Regions from separate parts of the Mus musculus genome. Here region 1 is linked to region 2. The links are chromatin contacts, called in public promoter capture Hi-C maps. All regions are on one chromosome and are shown on one strand. The core of a region is the stretch at or near the end of the contact, and the rest is flanking DNA. Distances in the headings are between cores, read along the strand shown.

The links. Promoter capture Hi-C pulls out the DNA fragments that hold promoters and counts their contacts.
Region 1: a promoter capture Hi-C map of neutrophils shows a contact between it and region 2, with 6 times the contacts expected there. The contact joins the promoter of 6030458C11Rik here to the enhancer-like site in region 2. A contact is called at or near these places in 18 of 39 promoter capture datasets (the 3T3-L1 cell line, 3T3-L1-derived adipocytes, the C10 cell line and 13 more), 26 of 115 datasets of contacts at active chromatin or transcription factors (the NIH/3T3 cell line, the SCID.adh cell line, T-cell acute lymphoblastic leukemia and 15 more) and 4 of 9 other capture datasets (adipose tissue, embryonic stem cells, liver and 1 more).

Annotation. Positions count from the first base shown.
Region 1 is chr15:12,823,289-12,825,988 of GRCm38.p6, forward strand. It overlaps 6030458C11Rik (RIKEN cDNA 6030458C11 gene), which reads right to left and starts at 1,369. Exons shown (of 9, transcript NM_029998.3): 1 at 1,179-1,369; 2 at 273-418. The coding sequence starts at 1,259. Drosha (drosha, ribonuclease type III) reads left to right here and starts at 1,527. Exons shown (of 35, transcript NM_026799.3): 1 at 1,527-1,650.
Region 2 is chr15:12,348,858-12,351,557 of GRCm38.p6, forward strand. Golph3 (golgi phosphoprotein 3) reads left to right here. Exons shown (of 4, transcript NM_025673.2): 4 at 511-2,410. The coding sequence ends at 935. Among named protein-coding and RNA genes, the nearest start is that of Golph3, 29 kb to the left of the region's middle. Within about 2 kb of position 1,269, at least 13 of the 459 cell types and tissues checked have an H3K27ac peak or open chromatin away from gene starts, as enhancers often do. A contact at or near this core is called in hematopoietic stem and progenitor cells and neutrophils, where this site is marked.

The DNA of each region.
Region 1 (2,700 bases), core at 119-2,618, 470 kb after region 2:
TAAATAGGCTTCAATGTAGCCCTGGCTCTCCTCAAACTGTAATTCTCCTGCCTCAGCGTTCCAAGGGCTGGGATCACAGGGATCAGCCATCGCACCTGATCCCTATTTGGCTCTTTTAGTGGGTAGAAAAAAAAATGTTCTAAATAAAAATTTAAAAGGCAAGCAAACAAACAAAAAATGCAAATGTGAGTGTAGCAAAATCTCTTGTTTATCATCTGCTATATGTTGTATTTCAAATACATAAAATATGACTAAAAAAAAAGTCACATTACCCAAAGAGTGCTTCCTTATCAAACACAGTGTCTGCTGGCATGTTCACAGGGATAAGGAGGTCTGGGTGGGAGTCCAAATGTAAGAAACTTATATTACTGTCAGGAAGATGCTTCGAACCTATGGCCCGGTATATGAAAGGCAGAACCTGTAATACAGACACACACAGTGAGAACTGCACACTGTCAAGTGCAGACAAAACAAGAAACTGCACCAACCTGAAGTGCATCAAGTGGTCAAACATGGGAACATTAAAAAAAAAAAAAAAAAAAAAAAAAAAGCTTTACCATAGATGGTTTCTGATGATAATCTCCAACCACTCACTCTAGCATTAAACTGTGTTCCAGGTACTCTAAGTTTTAGGGCATTTTCTGTCCCTTTAGGATGGTGAAGTGGGACTAGATGACTTTTTCCTCCTACATGCTATACATCCAAGTTTACCAACAAATTAAAAAGCACAGAGTAACCCAAAGTTGGGTTTGTCTCAGAGATCTTCTTTCTTTCCTCCTTTAACTTTCTCCATCAGTAAATAACCCACTTTTCCTGGGGGAAGGGGTGTATCGCAGAGCTTCACTCTTGATCCCTTTTGTTTTATATCCAGAGACCCTCCAGGGGTCCTATAAACAAATCCAGACTTGCTAGGTCGTCTTCCAGAAGTCTACCCACTTTACGACTGCACTGCCATGTTGTACATTAATAAGCGCTGAAGGCTTTCCTCTTCATATGACACGAGCTACGATTATGGTCCCTCAGGTCCTGGCTAACCCTCTCGTTAAACCGTGGGATGATGACGTTGGTGGTGGTGGGGGACAGGCTGCAGCCAGCGTTAGGTGCTGGTCAAGCCTCTGCAGGCTGCTAGGGTTCGAATCCCTCCTGCCAGGGCTCCGTGGCTTGTGTCGCCCGCTCACCTCCTGGTGATCCTCCACCACCCACACCGGGAGCTTGGTGTAGCGCCTGAGTCGCGCGCGGTCGCCTCCGGTGTCACTCATGTCTCCGCGCGTCTCAGGGAGGCCGCGGGACACGCGGGAGAGGAGCCCGGCTGCCCGAAGCCGCGCGCCCCCAAGGCACGATCGCGGCGGAAACGCGCGCTCACCCGGTTGCGCTTCCGGATTGGAGGACGACACGGTGGAAGGGCGAGTGTGAGACCTGTAGACAATGTCGATTGGTCTATACGTCCGTCACTCTCGCTGATCCGCCAATCACGGTGCAAAAGGTGCTGCGACGCGCTCCGGAGAGTTTTCCCTCCCCAGGTCCGGATTTCTCCGGTTTGCCTTTTAATTCCCGGGGCTTCCTGTTCCGGAGGCGTGGGTGGCGCCTCAGCCGTGGAGGGTGTTATAGTAACCAGGCTGGGCTTTGATGGCGGCGACCCCGGGACTCTCTGTAGGTAGACGGGGGGCGCCTGATGGGTTTTCAGAGAACGAGTATCGACCTAAACGATCCTGGGAGTTGGGTCTGGGTGGCTTCGGGGCAGCTCTGCGGCCAGGGGGAAAAGAGCGACCCGGTACAGATCCCGTAGATAGGAAGCCTTTCATCTATTTGCGAAGCGCGAGCCGTGGTCCAGGCGCGGGGCCGCCCGGCTTGCGGGGGGAGGCGAGTCCCGGAGTCCCGTACTTAACCTCGCAGGCTGGCGGGAGATGCAAACCAGCCAACGTGCTCTTCATCCAGCAGGAGGCCGGGCTGCAGGTTGAACCTGGGGAAAGTGCGGGGTTTTCAGTGACTTAAAGGCACACCTTGCAAGTCTTGTGTGTCGTCGGTCCTGGACGAGTAAACTGTTCAGAATCGCGCCCTCGGTTTCCCTGCTTTCAAAGGGCATCCCAAGAATAGGTATTTCCCACTTGCATTAAATTCATTGATTTGAACTTCGCATCCATAGTACAGTGGTACAGTATCTAGCTTTTATTTTTGGAGGGGAGTGTGTGTTGAAACAGGGTTTCTCTGTGTAGCCCTGGCTGTCCTAGAACTCACCGTGTAGACCAGGCTGGCCTCGAACTCAGAAATCCGCCTGCCTCTGCCTCCCAAGTTCTGGGTTTAAAGGCGTGCGCCACCACTGCCAGGGCCTTTGTCTAGCTTCTCTAACGGAGTGTGCCGTTTTCTCACTGTGGAGAGGTGTTAATTCCCTGACTGTTGTCCACCTCTAGCTTCAGTAGAGTCCTTTTTATTCTCCAGGACTCTCTACATCCTTACTTTATTGTATTTATCACATCGCGTTTTTCTTTTTATAGTGTTCGGGACATCGTATTACTGTTGTTATTATATAAACATTTGTATATGGGTTTTGCGATCCTTGAACTCTGCAGGCTTGTGTGCCTTATAATCTTTGAGCCTACAGAGCTTGGGAAAGCGTCTCACGTGTGCTGGCTCAGTAAGTGATGGAATCGGTGAATGTATACCTCCCAGGTGGTTTTGAAAACGCGTATTTGTGGGGAGCGG
Region 2 (2,700 bases), core at 19-2,518:
GACTTTTCTGCTTTTATAGTGTAAAGGGGTTTTATTTTTTATTTTTTATTTATTTTATTTTATTTTATTTTATTTTATTTTTTAGTATTGACTATTGGACCTGGAGCCTTGTGATGTTTTTATACTGTAGAACAACAGTCTTTTACCATGTAGGCCGTGTGCTTCCACACTTGAGCGCCTCCTGCCTCTCTACCTGGTGCACGTTTGCCCCTCCACATTCTGCTTTACTGAGTGCTTCTTGACAGCAGCCAGAGCTTCATTTCCCTTGTAGATCAAGGGTGACTGTGGCTTGAAGATTACTTTCAGTTTAGACTTTTGAGTGACTGCTGTGTCTGAGAATGTGTGGGCTGCCTAGATGTTCCCCAAATGTCTGGACTCCATGATCTAGTGTGGAAGGGGCAAGAATAAAAGTTCTGTTGCTTATCTAAGACTGTGTGTGTACAATTTGTTGCTGTTGTAATTTAGCAAATAATACCCACCATTCCTAACTTTTGGAATGTTTTTATTTAGGTGAGACGTGGAATCCATTAAAATTGCATTATCAATTAAGAAACGTACGGGAACGATTAGCTAAAAACCTGGTAGAAAAGGGTGTACTGACGACAGAGAAACAGAACTTCCTCCTGTTTGACATGACGACACATCCTCTCACCAATAACAACATTAAGCAGCGTCTCATCAAGAAGGTACAAGAAGCTGTTCTTGACAAATGGGTAAATGACCCTCACCGAATGGACAAGCGCTTGCTGGCCCTCATTTACCTAGCCCATGCCTCGGATGTTTTGGAAAATGCGTTTGCTCCTCTTCTGGACGAGCAGTATGATCTAGCCACCAAGAGAGTACGGCAGCTCCTTGACTTAGACCCAGAAGTGGAGTGTCTGAAGGCCAACACCAACGAAGTTCTCTGGGCTGTGGTAGCTGCGTTTACCAAGTAACTGTCAGAATTCAATGTTTCCTTTTTCTCATGTGAACCAGTAGTTTTTCTTCTATTGACTCTGGTTTTCTGCAGTTTGTACTTTCCCACACTAATAATTGGCTTTTGTTCTACAAAATGGTGGGTGGATATTTCTTTTTGTATGTACGCAGGATTCTGCTGGTACGAGAGGCCTTCCTCTTTCTGTTTGTAACCAACCTTCTCGCCATATTGGCACCCTACCCCCTGTTGCCACTCTCACTGTTCCTGTTTTGGGTTTCTGGTGTACTGTGACCTTCAGAGTACCTCCAGCCCCCACCTCATGCACAGCGTTCTATTACCTCAGCTTGAGTCTCCCACATGTGCTTATTCACCTGGCCTTCTGCCTGCAGTTCAGACAAGTCACAGCCAGGCCTTCAACTCACCAAAGGCAAACATCTGTATCTATTAGGACGTTTTATACACAAACCTCAGTTGAGATGTATACTTAGCAAAATTATTTTTCAATTGAAACAGCACAGTAAATACATAATATAAAATGCCCCTTGAATTTTTGCTTCCTTTGTAAATCTGTTGTGTGATTACAGTTGTTATAATTTTAGCTGTTCAATCATAATGGTCCAATTGTTTCACAAAGCCAGTTTGGGATGGGCTGCATTCCACTAATGCTGTATATAGTTTGAATTATATATGAATCGCCCCTTCTTCTGGCCACCTCTGCCTCATTTTAGTATTGAATTGTGCATCTGGTGCCCCTCACTTGCTTCATTCATTGTTATCTGATGGCAAAATAGAGCTCTCATTATTGAAGGAGAGAGATGTGTGACCCTTTCAGGGCTCTTTATGAGCTATGCCCCTCATGATAGTCTACCTGTGCATCCCTTTTGGGACTTTTTTTTCCTCAACTTTTCCTGTTTTTTATGATTTGTGTAGGAAAGAGGCTTGTGACCAGTACTAATCTTGAGTACAGTTTTTTTGTTTTGTTTTTCCACTTTTCTGTCCTTAAGTAAATTAATGTCTGCTCTGATATATCGTTCATCTACTCATCTTCTCTTGAGAAAAGAAAATCAGATATCAGTCCTAGCAGATGTTGCATGTAAATTGGTAGCAAGTAACGACTACAACTCAAGACGATTAAGAATTTTGTAACAGAAAGCTCTGCTATGTTTTAATTTTTATATACAATTATGATATTAGCATACCATAAGACTACAAACATCTGCTTTTTAATGTTGATTTTATTCATTATCATTGTTTATTTACTATTCGTTTCATAATGTAAATACTATACATTGAACAAATTAAATGTCAAATTTTTATTATTATAGTTCATGTTAATAGTGGGGCTTTCAGGTGTCTAGAAACTTTTGGTTAACATTTGATGCAAAAATACTAGATGCGTATAACTTTAGAGTTGAATTTTAAGGGACTCCCTAATATGTATACTATCTTTTTATCTGGAGTAATAAATAAACTATGATCTTGAAAGTGCCTGAATCAGAGCAAGCATGCCATTTGATTTTTGTGCTCTCGTTCTCTTTGCTTTAGGTGAAGGTTATTTAGTATGGCACGGTAACATTTCAGCTGCAAGGCTTGGGAAACTGTCTTAAAAGAACCAGATAGGAAATACTTTAAACTTGGCATGCCACATATGGTGTTTGTTGCAGAAACTCAATTCTGCTGAATGAAAGCTGTCACTGACGATACAAATAAAAGGCGGCAGAACACTAGAGAAGCAGGCAGCGTGTTTGCCACCAAATGGGTTTGCCCTTCCCTTTATAATGATG